Linked DNA regions of Mus musculus: region 1 is linked to region 2. A link is a contact called in public promoter capture Hi-C data. All regions are on one chromosome and are shown on one strand. The core of a region is the stretch at or near the end of the contact, and the rest is flanking DNA. Distances in the headings are between cores, read along the strand shown. Region 1 holds the start of Ddx18 (DEAD box helicase 18). Region 2 holds the start of Htr5b (5-hydroxytryptamine (serotonin) receptor 5B).

Region 1 (7,506 bases), core at 4,182-6,681, 40 kb before region 2:
TATTATGTGAGGTGCAATGTGTGCTTTGAGCTTCACTAAAGTGTCTTTTATGAATGTGGCTGCCCTTGTATTTGGAGCATAGATATTCAGAATTGAGAGTTCTTCTTGGAAGATTTTACCTTTGATGAGTATGAAGTGCCCCTCCTTGTCTTTTTTGATGACTTTGAGTTGGAAGTCGATTTTATCAGATATTAGAATGGCTACTCCAGCTTGTTTCTTCATACCATTAGCTTGGAAAATTGTTTTCCAGCCTTTCATTCTGAGGTAGTGTCTTTCTTTTCCCCTGAGATGGGTTTCCTGTAAGCAGCAAAATGTAGGATCCTGTTTGTGTAGCCAGTCTGTTAGTCTATGTCTTTTTATTGGGGAATTGAGTCCATTGATATTAAGAGATATTAAGGAAATGTAATTGCTGCTTCCTATTATTTTTGTTGTTAAAGTTGGTATTCTGTTCTTGTGCCTGTCTTCTTTTTGGTTTGTTGAAGGATTACTTTCTTGCTTTTTCTAGGGCATGGTTTCTGTCGTTGTATTGGTTTTTTCTGTTTTTATCCTTTGAAGGGCTGGATTCATGGAAAGATAATGTGTGAATTTGGTTCTGTCATGGAATACTTTTTTTTCTCCATCTGAGGTAATTGAAAGTTTGGCTGGGTATAGTAGCCTGGGCCTGCATTTGTGTTCTCTTAGTGTCTGTATAACATCTGTCCAGGCTCTTCTGGCTTTCATAGTCTCTGGTGAAAATTCTGGTGTAATTCTGATAGGCTTGCCTTTATATCTTACTTGACCTTTTTCCCGTACTGCTTTTAATATTCTGTCTTTATTTAGTGCATTTGTTATTCTGATTATTATGTGTCGGGAGGATTTCTTTTCTGGTCCTGTCTATTTGGAGTTCTGTAGGCTTCTTGTAGGTTCATGGGCATCTCTTTCTTTAGGTTTGGGAAGTTTTCTTCTATAATTTTGTTGAAGATATTTGCTGGTCCTTTGAGTTGAAAATCATCTACTCCTATTATCCGTAGGTTTGATCTTCTCTTTGTGTCCTGGATTTCTTGGATGTTTTGAGTTAGGATCTTTTTGCATTTTCCATTTTCTTTGATTGTTGTGCTGATGTTTTCTATGGAATCTTCTGCACCTGAGATTGTCTTTTCCATCTCTTGTATTCTGTTGCTGATGCTTGCATCTATGGTTCCAGATTTCTTTCCTAGGGTTTCTATCTCCAGCATTGCCTAACTTTGGGTTTTCTTTATTGTGTCTACTTCCCTTTTTAGGTCTTGGATGGTTTTATTCAATTCCATCACCTGTTTGGTCATGTTTTCCTGCAATTCTTTAAGAAATTTTTGTGCTTCCTCTTTAAGGTCTTCTACCTGTTTAGCAGTGTTCTCCTGTATTTATTTAAGTGATTTATTAAAGTCCTTCTTGATGTCCTCTACCATCATCATGAGATATGCTTTTAAATCCGGGTCTAGCTTTTCAGGTGTGTTGGGGTGCCCTGGACTGGGCGAGGTGGGAGTGCTGGGTTCTGATGATGGTGAGTGGTCTTGGTTTCTGTTAGTAAGATTCTTACATTTGCCTTTCGCCATCTGGTAATCTCTGGAGTTGGTTGTTATAGTTGTCTCTGGTTACAGATTGTTCCTCTCGTGATTCTGTTAGGCTCTATCAGCAGACCTGGGAAACTAGCTCTCTCCTCTGAGTTTCAGTGGTCAGAGCACTCTCTGCTGGCAAGCTCTCCTCTTACAGGGAAGGTGCACAGATATCTGGTTTTCGGACCTCCCTCCTGGCCGAAGATGAAGGCCCAAAACAGGACCTGTCCCAGAAGATGTGTTGCTTCGGCCTGTCACAGAAGCTGTTAGCCTCTGTAGTCCACACTCTCACCTGCACAGACTAGTCTCAGAGGGATCCGGGAATCAAGATGGCTCCCCCAGGTGCTCCTGCAAAGCCCTCCCAGGCCGGGCGGACACCTATCCTCTGGCAAGGAAGGTGCCCGGATGTCTGGAGCCTGAAAAGGGGGCTGCCTAAGAAGCTCTGTGCCTCCTGCCTGTCCCAGAAGCTGTTAGCTTCTATAGTCCACACTCTCACCTGTGCAGACTAGTCTTGGTGGAATCCAGGAACCAAGATGTCTCCCGCCGATCGGTTCTTTCTTTTTTGTATAAAATACAACACCTACTATGTTACAATTTTTAATGATAGGTCAAAACCTACAATTCAGATACAAACGCAATAACTAATTATGAATGTGCTCAAATGTCTAATAAATACTTGATATAAATTGTGTTCAGAGTGCACAGCCCAGAGATAAACAATTAATTTTTTGTTTTGTTTTTGTTTATCAAGACAGATTTTTTCTGTGTAACCCTGCCTGTCCTAGACCTGCTCTGTAGACCATGCTGTCCTTGAATTCACAGAGATCTGTGTCCTGAGTGCTGGGATTAAAGGCCATGTGCCACCATGACCATGCAACAATTAATTTTAAAGTAACCAGATATCCCTGTAAAGGATGAGCTCAGCAATAAACATCAAACTTTCAAAGACACAAAAATATGTTCCATCTGGATTTGTCGCTGAATCCTGAATATTTCTGTTCCTAGTTTTTCATGGAGAGTGACTGGAATATCATTTGTGAGAGGCGGAGGAGACAGCTCATTTGTAAAGTACCTGCTGTGCAAGCATAAGGACCTGAGTCTGAATCCGTCAACCAAGTAAACGGCAGACTAGCAGTAGACATCTGTAGTCGTGAAACTCGTGGACAGAGACAGAAAGATTCCTGGAAAGTGTAGGCAGAGAGTCCGGGGGAACCAGTGAATTCTCCACTCAGTGACAGACTCTTGTTTCAAAACAATAAAACAGACTTGCTATTGAAGAAGACACAGGTCATTGATTTGTGCCCTCCATAGGCACCTGCACACATATACACATGCCCAAGTGCACACAAACACACACACAAAGAAAATATTTCAAATTTAGTCTGTTCTAGCCCTATAGCTTTTGTGACCCTACAGGCAACAGCCATTTGATTGCCTAAAGACAACCAGGCTGTGAAATAGCAGCATGGCATGCTAATTTATAGAATATTTACAGTAATGCAGCACTTTGAAGACTCCTATATACTATAGAGTGGTGAATTTTGTAGAAAATGGTATTGAAAAGATCATAGACGATCACTTCGTGTGTTCTGGGGATATGATTCCTGCCATTATGCCTAAAGACCAGGATTTAATCTTCAGTTCAACAATAACAACAACAACAAAGGTAAAGAAAGAGCCTTATTTCAGAGATTAGAGCAAGTGTGATCATTACTTCTAACGATTCTAAGGTGTTGGTACAACAGACTGATTTATCCCATGAATCAAAGCCCTTCTTCTCTGATTAAAATATAAGAATCTACATTTTACTTTACGACACTATTCTTGGTTCAAGGATCCCAGGAGAAATTTCAAAGAATAGCATGGGTAAAGCATAGTTGTGTAATTTAAATGTTCTCCACTCCACCCCTGTGTGTGTGTGTGTGTGTGTGTGTGTGTGCGCGCGCGCATGTTTGTGCATGTGTGTTTTCATCAAAGGATATCCTTGGATGTCAGAGTTCTTTGAAGTAACAGAATTTAATAGGATGACTCTACATAGATAGATAGATAGATAGATAGATAGATAGATAGATAGATAGACAGACAGACAGGATAGAATTTATTGGAATGACTTACAGACTGCAGACCAGCTAATCCAGCAGTGGCTAGCTGTGAACAGAAAGTCCAAGAATCCAGTAGTTGCTCAGGCCACAAGGTGGTCTCAGTTGGTCTTCAGTATATGCTGAAATCCCAAAGAAGTAGGTTCTAATGCCAGTGAAGAAAAGATGGGCTAGCAAGACCAAGGCAAGCAGGCAAAGACCATGTTCATGTCCTTATACCTTCCAGTGGAAGATGTGGCCCAGATTAAATGTGTACCTTCCAGCCTTAAGATCCAGATCAAATGTGTTTGTCTTCTTCCCTCAAAGGTCTGAACTAGAAGTGTATTCACCCACTTTAGACCAAGAAAAATAATCTTTCACGGGTGTGCCCTCCTTTTCTGGATTGTAGTTCATTCCAGAGGTAGTCAATTTGACAACAAGAATAGCCATCACAGATGTCAGTCACTATCCATCTTGAGACATGGTTTCTCCTAGACCTGGTCTTACAGGGATGCTGGCCTCTGAGCACCAGTACAACTGGCTTTCTTCCTATGAGAGGTAGATGGAACTCAGGGCTTGTATTTGCAAGGCAATCACTTTATAGACTAAGGCATCTCCTCAGCCCCAATTATAATACTTCTATAGACTTAGGAGTAATGTGTAGCTCCATTGAATGGTGACTGACATGAAAGAGGCCCTGGGTTCAATACCCAGAACTGCAATACTGAATTAAAGACTCTATCTGCATGCCCATCCCGGGACTGACTGACTGCTGACTCTCTCTCTCTCTCTCTCTCTCTCTCTCTCTCTCTCTCTCTCTCTCTCTCTGTCACACACACACACACACACACACACACACACACACACACACACACACACACACACACAATCTATGCACAATGGAGGCTGAAGGAAGACATCACCCAAATGTCCATCCTGAAACCAGGATCTTTCTCAGGCAGCGCACGAACTTCCCTGTCGGTATGTTTTCTGTAACTGTGTTTCTGTCTTCGTGGAAGTTGTGTAAAAATTCAGTGTTTTACCTATGTCATTCACCATACATCTACCGCAAACTAGCACAAAAGTGAAAGAAAGAAAGAAAAAGAAAGAAAGAAAGAGACGAGAAGAGAAGAGAAGAGAAGAGAAGAGAAGAGAAGAGAAGAGAAAAAAAGAAAAGAAAAGAAAAGAGAAAAAAAGAAAAGAAAAGAAAAGAAAAGAAAAGAAAAGAAAAGAAAAGAAAAGAAAAGAAAAGAAAAGAAAAGAAGAGTGCAACGCCCTGAAAAATTGAGGGAAAACTATACGGTGAGAAAAGACGTTTGTGTGATACAGGGTCCAAATTGAAGTGGGTTTGTTGTTGGGTTTTTGTTTTTGTTTCTTTAGTCTTTTTGTTTTGTTTGGAAGGCACTGGGGTGGAGGGGTGGAGTGCTGCCCTGTGGACCAGGCTGGTCTCAGCTCAGAGATCCACTTGCTCTTGCCTCCCTCACGCTGAGACTAAAGGTGAACACCACCATCCCCGTCTCCCAAGAAGGTTTTAAGACTTAAACCTCTTCTGACAGGATACTGGCACCTCTCTAGCAGTGAAGGGAAAGAGACTCTTCTGAGCCACAAGGAATTCCGTCTTCCAATCGGCTTTTTTATTGTGCAGTCTTGGTTTGTAAAACTCTGGGGCCATTAGCAAGGCGAACGGGTTCACAACGAGTCGTCCTCCAGTCGCCAGGGGGCGCTGCAGGAAATTCGGTCTCCAAAGGGAACCCAGCTCTCACCAGGAACTGTTTCCGCCCGAAGCATTTCCGCCCCGCGGGTCCGCAGGCTCCAGCGGTACACTTCCGACTTGCAATTGCGCACGTGCATCTGTCTCGGTGCAGACGGCTGGGCGGCCTGGCAAGATGTCGCAGTTACAGATGAAACTCCTGCGCAGGAAGATCGAGAAGCGGAATGCCAAGCTGCGGCAGCGAAACCTGAAGCTGCAAGGTGAGCTGTGCTGAACCCCGCACTGGCGAACGACGTGGGGAACCCAGGAACTCGGCGGTGCGCTGGGCAGCTTCCGGCGGGAGCCGGGGATGCGCGGCACGAGCAGGCCGCCTGGGTCCCAGCCCCCGTGGACCCTTCATTGGTTCTGCCCTTTGCCGGCGTGGCTTTCTCGACTCAGGGTGAAAGCGGGAGGCCTCGGACTTTCTTCCCCAACTTTCTATTGGCAAGAAAACCTGCAGATTACCCTAGACCCCCCCATCAGCATCTTTAGTCCCCACGTAGAACTTTGTATCCATTACGGTTCCCGACTTTCACTTAATTGCTCGATCTCATCCCCTGCCCAAACTTACGAATTGTTTTCCTCGGAGCTTTCCCAGTGATACAGCTCTCTCCCCCAAACCCGTTCTTTTCATTCCTGCAGCGATCCTCTTCATATGTTAGGCAGAACCCTCCCAGTGTTTTTTGTCGCGCACAACTTAGTGAATTCCTTAACGTCTTGGTTTTGGCACAAGGGCTTAAATGAAAAATTTACACATGTCACTTTCTTGTTGCAGTTTCTGTAGCTTGTTTAGGTTACCTACCTGTAGGGGTTCTTAGCCTTTGTAATGCTGTACCCCTTTAATACAGTTCCTCATATTGTGTTGACACACACACACCATAAAATAACCTCGTTGCTACTTCATGGCTGTAATTTTGCTATTATGAATCGTAATGTAAATATCTGGTATGAGACAACTGTAGTGGGGGTTGGGGGGTCGAGAGATCAGTATGTTGAGGATCGCTGAATAATTGTCTAGACCCACGCAATTTTCAACAGATAGTATTTGAAAGACATCCCAGAGGGGATGGTGGATTTTAGGCAAAAGTATTGATGTTCCTTCACTTAGTACCTGTAGAATAATTAATGCTACTTAGTAGCTACTTCTTGGTGTGGGTAATGATGTAAATTAAAGATGGTGTTGCCTTCATTCTCTTTGTATGAAAATGGAAAACTTGTGAGGATAGTTTGGGGCTTTAATAGGGTTTTAATGAGTGGTTTTCGTTTACTGAATTTTCAGTTCACCAAAGTCTAGGAAAGTTGGGTTTGAATGAAGTGAAATTATATAAGTAATAATTGTGGGAATGCGAAGTAAATATCATTCAGTTATATTTATCAGACACTTGGCCGTGGCTGTTCCAGTACTAGCTCTGTATACCAGGCTGGCCTCAAACTCATAGAGATCCACCAGCTTCTGCCTTTCATGTACTAGGACTAAAGGTGTGTGCCAACACCAGCAGGCCAAATGCTTAATGTTAAAATATATATTTCTCCTCATTGCTGTTTACTAATCATTTGATTTAATTATGTGATCTTGCTGACATTTTTCTGTCACAAATTTCTATATAGCCGTAAACAGATAGGGTCTTTTGAAGTTAAAACAACTTTCCTTTACTGACATTTTTTTTTTCCATAAAGAAAATGTGCCTTTTCTATAATAGAGTACCAATATTTGGTTTTAACAGTGAACATACAAGAAAAACTAAATGATTGGGGTTCCAGAAAACCCATAATTTCTCCTGTGAAGGTCAGTGTTTATAAGTAAGCTTTCTCTTGTCACAGTGTAAGTTCTGTTTTTAAACAGAAACATCAGACACAAGCCTGTCCCAACCTCAAAATGGAGATGTGCCTAAAGAAACAGGAAAAGGTGGAAAAGTGAAAAAGGCCCTGAAACGTTCTGTGCCTGTGGACTCAGCAGAAGCACAAAGTGGAGGCATGCCTGAGGAGACCTTGGAAAATGGCAAAGTTAAAAAGTCACCCCAGAAACTCACAACTTTAGCCAACGGAGAAGCAGCACCAACACCACCTCCTGATTCAGAAGTAAAAAAGAAAAAGAAGAAAAAGAGGA
Region 2 (6,930 bases), core at 4,399-6,898:
TAAAAGGACTTATCATAGGAGCCTGATGACATGAGTTTAATATCTAGAACACATGTAATGAAAGGAGAGAACAAATTTCTGAAAGTTGTACTCTGACCTCCATATGTGCCATGGCACACAAGCATGCGCACACACAGACATACACACACACATACACACATACCATGCATACACACACGACACACATGCATGCACAAATACATACAAACACATGCACACACAGACACGCACACACCACGCATCATACACAGACCCACCACACAGACCTACCACACAGACACACATGTACATATCACACATACACACAGGCACGCAATTGAATTTTTTAAAGCAGATGATTTCTATAAAAGAATACATCTATAATGTATCCATGTGAAAAATGCAGTCCCCCTCTCTGCAAAGATCACAGCTAAGGAAATAGCCACTCATTATATATCTCTCGGGTATAATATAAAAATATGAAAAAAAAAAGAAATAGTCACACTATTTCTACATTTTAAGTCAATTATTGAATTTGGAAGAAAATATAGCAAAGAAATAAACTCCAAAGGTAAAACTTGAATTGTAATGTTAAAAATCAATAATCTGACTGCTTAATGCCTGTCGAGTCCTGCTTAGCATTTAAGATTTTGTCCTGCTGCAGGCTGAACAGCAGTTCTCTTCCTGTTTCCAGTATGATGGTTGAAGACATGAGACTTCTGAGTGAGGGATGAAGGACTTTATTACTCAGAACAAAAGCTTCTTGCTTGTTTATACTGTTTTCTGGTGTGTGTTAACTAAATTAACTGATATGAAAGACCAACACCACATAGGTACGGTATGGTTGCTCCTGCGGTATGATGGTATGGGCAGCACAGAGTGTGCTTGCCGTGAGTTCAGATTCGAGACTGTAGTGAAGATGTACAATGTAACACAGGTGAGCACAGCCACAAACCATTTCGCTTATTATGCGCTTGATTTTTAATTAATTTTTGTTTGCCACACGTTCAGAGCCCCTTTAATACCAACCAATTTTTCGAAACCCCAGTATTCAGTTATATGATCCCCATATGGGGTGTTGCAGTCACAAAGCTGAAAGGAGCTGGAGATCTGATGAGCACTTTGATATCAGACATGGAGATGCAGAGTTTGGAATTTACCCAGCTCGTTTCGGTCTTGCTTTGGTCCAGTATTCCTCACTATGCTCCTTTCCTCCCCTGTGACTAGTTATGTATAATCTGTGCTGCTTTATGTTGGAGGTACAGGATCTGTATTTTTATTCTGATCTCATAAGGGGTTATATTTAAGAGATTGCTATGAGTCTATTTAGCCAGTAAGCCCCAGGTATCCTTCTGTCTCTGCTTTTTCAGTGGTGGGATTACAGGCTTTCAGGAGTCAAGCTCAAATCCTCTTCCTCCTCCTCCTCCTCCTCCTCCTCCTCCTCCTCCTCCTCCTCCTCCTCCTCCTCCTCCTCCTTCTCCTCCTTCTTTGCGTTTTGAGACAGGGTTTCTCTGTGTAACCTTGACTTTGCTGGAACTCACTCTGTAGATCATGAATCTAGAGATTCGCCTTGGATCAAAGGCACCACCAGAGCCTGGCTAACCTTTTACTTTCTATAAGTCCTTGTGTTAAAACACAGTCACATTAGGGGGCAGAACTTAATCATATGTGTGTTGGGAGCGAGGGATAGGATTTAATAATAGGAGGGCCAAGGTCACCAGTCACAGCAAGTTGACAAATCTCTCTCCATTTTCCCATTTGTGAATGGTTAGCTGCGCCTTAGAAGACTGCTAGTTGTGATAGCTTATGCTGACTGTCACCTTGACAGAACCTACAATCAATCACCTGGGAATAGAACCTCTGGGCATGCCTGAGACTTTATAGATGAATTAAACCACTGTGGAAGTGGACTATAACATTTGGTGGGCTGGGATTCTGTACTGAATTAAAAAGAGAAAGAGAGCTAAGAACCAGCATTCATCTCTCTCTCTGGCGTCCTGAATCATGTTCCTGCCTGTCCTGCTATGATGGATCATATCCTCAAATCGTGAGCCAAAATAAACCCTTCTGTCCTTCAGGGGGGTCTTACCAGGTATTTTGTTACAGCAACGACAAAAAAGCAGCCAAGACACTGGCCAGCAACAGAGAAGTCACTAATGCACTAGTAAGATCAACTAAAAAGCACGTGGAATAAAGTGTGTTGTCATTACAAATACTCGACAGGCAAAAACGTATGTAAAAACATAACCACACTGAAGATCAGAGAAGAACTGAATATGACATCTAGGCAGGGAGCTGTAAAGAGCAGGGGTCTTTGAGCACTTAGGGGTCGTCAGCACTTAGGGGTCTTGAGCACTTAGGGGTCGTCAGCACTTAGGGGATGCCTGCACGGTGTGAGCTGCCAGCTTTACCCGACTCTATTTCCATCACAATCTCACAGGAAACATACTAACCTCCATTAAGCTTATCTCATAGGGTGTGTGCGTCTCTGTGTATGCACGTGTTCCCATGTGCAGGTGCCTACAGAGGCCAAAAGAGGGTGATGGGGAGCTGCACTTACAGGTGGCTGTAAGTTGCCTTATGTGGGTGATGGGAGGTGAACTCAGATCCTCTACCAACGAGCAAGGGCTCCTAAGAACTGAGCCACCTCTCCAGCCCCAATGATCCCCTTAAAGATAACAAGTCTGTCTCAGAAAGCCTAAGTCGCTCAGAGTCTTTCAAGTGATAAATGGCATGACATTAAAAAACTACAAAGAGAATATATAGTAACATGAAAAATGTTAAGGGAAATGAGCGAAATAAAAAATTGATTTGGGGCATGAAAAATGTATGCGGAGAGAGGAGCAAAGGCTAAGAATAAAAACATATCATGGCTTTGGCGCAAGGTGAATTTTTCTATCTTTTAACATTCTCACTCTTTTTTCAGTAGGATGGCTAGGGTATCACTGCAAAAGTATTTCTCTTAAAGGATTCCTCTCAATTCCACAAAATAGCCCAATGTCCAGCCCGCAGTTATAGGCTGTGTGTGGCCCAGCACAGCTATGAATGTGTCCTGACACAAAATCTTTTTATCACATACCTGCAGGTCATCCCAGGAATCAGGGATGGAGCTTCTGGAAGAATCAGAGAAAAACGTTCATTTTCTTTTCAAACTAGGGCTGGGGAGATGTCTCAGCAATTAAAGCATTAGTCACACAGTTGTGAGGACTGGAATTTGGATTCCCCAGAGCCCGTGTAAATGCAGGTTGGGTGTAGTGACCTATAATGGCAGATGGAAGAGGTAGAGCTGGCAGAGAAAGCTGGCAACAGAAAATAGCCATATTATGAGAGACCTCGACTCAGTAAATAAGGTAGAAAAGAGATTGAAGCTCATTGCTGATGTCAACTGTGGCACACACACTCACACACATGTAAACATGCATACATGGGTATACACACCACACCACAGCACACCACACCACAGCACACCACACCACACAAAACAGGAATGAGGAGCTGGGGGAAGGCACTTTGCTTGCTCTAGCCTAGCAGGCCTTTCTGGGTCATCATCTTGGGAGGTCACTGACAGGGTGCAGAGGCCACTAACTCTTCCAACACATCGCTTGCTTGGCCTCCTTTGTCCCTAAAAGACCATAGGCATAGACACTGAGTTTTGTTATTGTTTGTTTTGTGACAGGCTCTTGATGACCAGGTTCAACTGGCAAAATGTATAATTACCTTTTGAGAAGAGAGTTGCTGTGAGGATTTTTCTACATCAGCTTGACCTACGGGCTTGTCTATGGGGAATTTTCTTGACTACCTCAAGTGGTATAGGAAGTCACAGCTTGAAAGAGGGCAGCACCAATCCTGGGTTTAGGTCTTGGGGTGTAGGAAAGAAGGAAAAGCTACTTGGACACTCTCCAACCCTGTATTCATTTCTCCCTGCTTGTCCCAAGCTCCTGCAGGATCCTGCAGGATCCTGGAGGATCACTGCTTAGCAATGATGGGCCACGGATAAATCCTTTCCCACTTAAGGTTGCTTTTGTTAGGGTATTTATCACAGCAACAGAAAGAAAACCAGAAAAAGTCTTGCTCATCTGGCTTTGACCTTACTTACTAGGTATAGTTATGTCTATTAGAGGTATAGCTATGCATATTACTATGAATAGCTATGTACATTAGAAGACAGCTTTGAATTTCTGATCCAACTACCTCCACCCCCACCCCCAGCCAACTGCTGGGATTGCAACCATATACACACCAGCATACGAGACTGATATGCTAGGTGAACCCTCAACCGTCTGACCTTTGTTCCAACCTTAAGGATGCTATCTCAAGTTTCTGTTTGACTCCCACCAACAGCCACAGCTTTAGAGTAATCACATTATGCTCTTAAAATAGCCAATTATTTTTACTTAAGACTTTTTCATACAATATACTTTGATATACTTTTTATTATTTGTTTGTTTGTTTGTTTGCTTGCTTCTGAGGCAGGGTTTTTCTGTGGTCCCAGCTGTCTTGGAGCTGACTGTGTAGGTCAGGCTGGCTTCAAAACTGCCTCTGCTTCCTGAGTGCTGGGATTAAAGAAAGGTGTATGCTACCACATCCAACTTGATATGCTTTTTTAAAGTATGAGACTGGGGCCTGCAAGATGGTTCACTGGGTCAAAACAGTTGGCACCAAGCCTGAAGATCTGAATTCCCTAGCTCTGAGTTCCATCCCTGGAATCCACACGGTGGACAGGAACAACTGACTTCCTTTAGTTTTTCTCTGACCTCCTCATGATCTCTCTCTCTCTCTCTCTCTCTCTCTCTCTCTCACACACACACACACACACGCACACGCACACGCACACGCACACACACACGTAAAAGTAATTTAAAGAATGAGATTGAAAATGGAATGGGGATGTTGGAGGAGGGTGAAGAGAATTTCACGTAAGTGCCGTTTTCCTTTACCCAAGGGTAAATGAGAGTAGCTGCGGGGTGGGGTGCCTGCCTATCCTGGACAAGACCCCTGCCTTCATCCCCAGCACCACAAGAAACAAAGTTGCAACAATAAAACCTCAGGTTTAAACTGGAAGAGGATAGTAGACTATTAGAAACCAAAAGGAGGTGGAGCACCTGAAGTTAGACATGGCAAGCAGGTTGGAAACTGTCCCTCTTCTAGATCTCTGTCCAACAGCTTCAGCCTGGAGTTGTTAGCATAAAACTAAGGGATAAACTGCAAGGTCCAAGAAACCCTCCCTATGAGTTGGGCACCAAGCAGCTGGGATGGAGCACAGAGCACTGAGCACCTAGCACCTAACAGCTGGGGAGCAGAACTTTCTGTTTCATGCACTCCAATATTTGGGACTCTTACTCTGGATACAGGTAGAATCAGGGCTCCAGGAAACCACAATGCCTTTGGCTGGTAGCCCAACAATGTCTCAGTGTCTAACAGAACCAACAAGTCCACTTGAGGGATCTGCGGAGGTGGTAGCTATGGAATTCCAACAGGATGTTAACAACTTTTCCCTGAGGCGACCGCTGCTAGCTTTCTCTCCGCCCCTCGGAGGTGGGAGACCGCTAGTACTGCGCTACAGCTACAGCTCCTATTGGTGGAGGCTCCAAAACTCCTCCGCCCATTTCAGCCCACACGAGGAGCCCTTTGGTTCCAGCAACCATTCAGGGAAGGTCTCTATTGAGCCCAGGCACCAGTCCCCAATCCTCTGCAGTCGGTTTGATGCGCTGGGCAAAGCTGGACTAAGGAGTCTCATCTGGAAAAGAGGGTCCACGAAAAAGGCCAAAAGAAGCGCCAAAAGGAGGCTGCAGTTTGGAAAAGGGACAAGGGTGGCGCGGTTTGGACATCTTTTTGCGTTGCTGGGCGCGCGGAGTGCCTCTCTTGCTTCTCTTGCTTCGCCACCTATCCACAGTTCATGCAACCACGGGCACATCTCCTGCCCCAGAGCCCAAGTCCCTGAATAATGGAAGTTTCTAACCTCTCAGGCGCCACTCCCGGCCTTGCCTTTCCTCCGGGACCCGAGAGCTGCAGTGACAGCCCAAGTTCCGGCAGGAGCATGGGATCCACCCCAGGTGGGCTCATCTTGCCTGGCCGCGAGCCGCCCTTCTCTGCTTTCACCGTGCTTGTGGTGACTCTACTGGTGTTGCTGATCGTTGCCACTTTCTTATGGAATCTGCTAGTTCTGGTGACTATCCTGCGTGTCCGCGCCTTCCACCGCGTGCCACATAACTTGGTGGCCTCGACAGCCGTCTCGGATGTCCTGGTGGCGGCTCTGGTGATGCCTCTGAGCCTGGTGAGCGAGTTGTCCGTTGGGCGACGTTGGCAGCTAGGCAGGAGTCTGTGCCACGTGTGGATCTCCTTCGACGTGTTGTGCTGCACCGCCAGCATCTGGAACGTGGCGGCCATCGCCCTGGATCGCTACTGGACTATCACGCGCCACCTGCAGTACACGCTGCGCACCCGGAGCCGTGCTTCTGCGCTCATGATCGCGATCACCTGGGCACTGTCCGCGCTCATTGCTCTCGCCCCGCTGCTTTTTGGCTGGGGCGAAGCCTATGATGCTCGGCTGCAGCGTTGCCAGGTGAGCCAGGAGCCCTCCTATGCTGTCTTCTCCACCTGCGGAGCCTTCTACCTGCCTCTGGCGGTGGTGCTCTTCGTCTACTGGAAAATATACAAAGCCGCCAAATTTCGATTCGGCCGCAGACGGCGGGCGGTGGTACCGCTTCCTGCCACCACGCAGGTAACAGGGACTCTTTGTGGATTTCTCGGTGTGGATGTGGGGGTGGGGGTAGTGCGGAGGAAGGGTCCTGGAAAGAAATAAAAATAGAAAATGGAAGAGTAGAACGGAGTTTGGACTTTGGTGTGTAAGAGAGGAGAGGAAATGTCGCATCTGGAGCGCGGGAGAAGGCCATCTGCTCTTGAGCTCGTGGGGTGGCTTAGCGCTTGTATTTCTAGAGAACCACCTGCGGG

The links. Capture Hi-C pulls out chosen DNA fragments and counts their contacts.
Region 1: a contact with region 2 is called in a promoter capture Hi-C map of pancreatic islet. The contact joins the promoter of Ddx18 here to the promoter of Htr5b in region 2. A contact is called at or near these places in 2 of 39 promoter capture datasets (the HPC-7 cell line and embryonic stem cells), 1 of 484 Hi-C or Micro-C datasets (hematopoietic stem and progenitor cells), 3 of 115 datasets of contacts at active chromatin or transcription factors (bone marrow-derived macrophages and embryonic stem cells) and 3 of 9 other capture datasets (adipose tissue, liver and pancreatic islet).

The regions. Positions count from the first base shown.
Region 1 is chr1:121,565,905-121,573,410 of GRCm38.p6, reverse strand. It overlaps Ddx18 (DEAD box helicase 18), which reads left to right and starts at 5,431. Exons shown (of 13, transcript NM_025860.3): 1 at 5,431-5,620; 2 at 7,243-7,506. The coding sequence starts at 5,536.
Region 2 is chr1:121,527,183-121,534,112 of GRCm38.p6, reverse strand. It overlaps Htr5b (5-hydroxytryptamine (serotonin) receptor 5B), which reads left to right and starts at 5,648. Exons shown (of 2, transcript NM_010483.3): 1 at 5,648-6,700. The coding sequence starts at 5,924.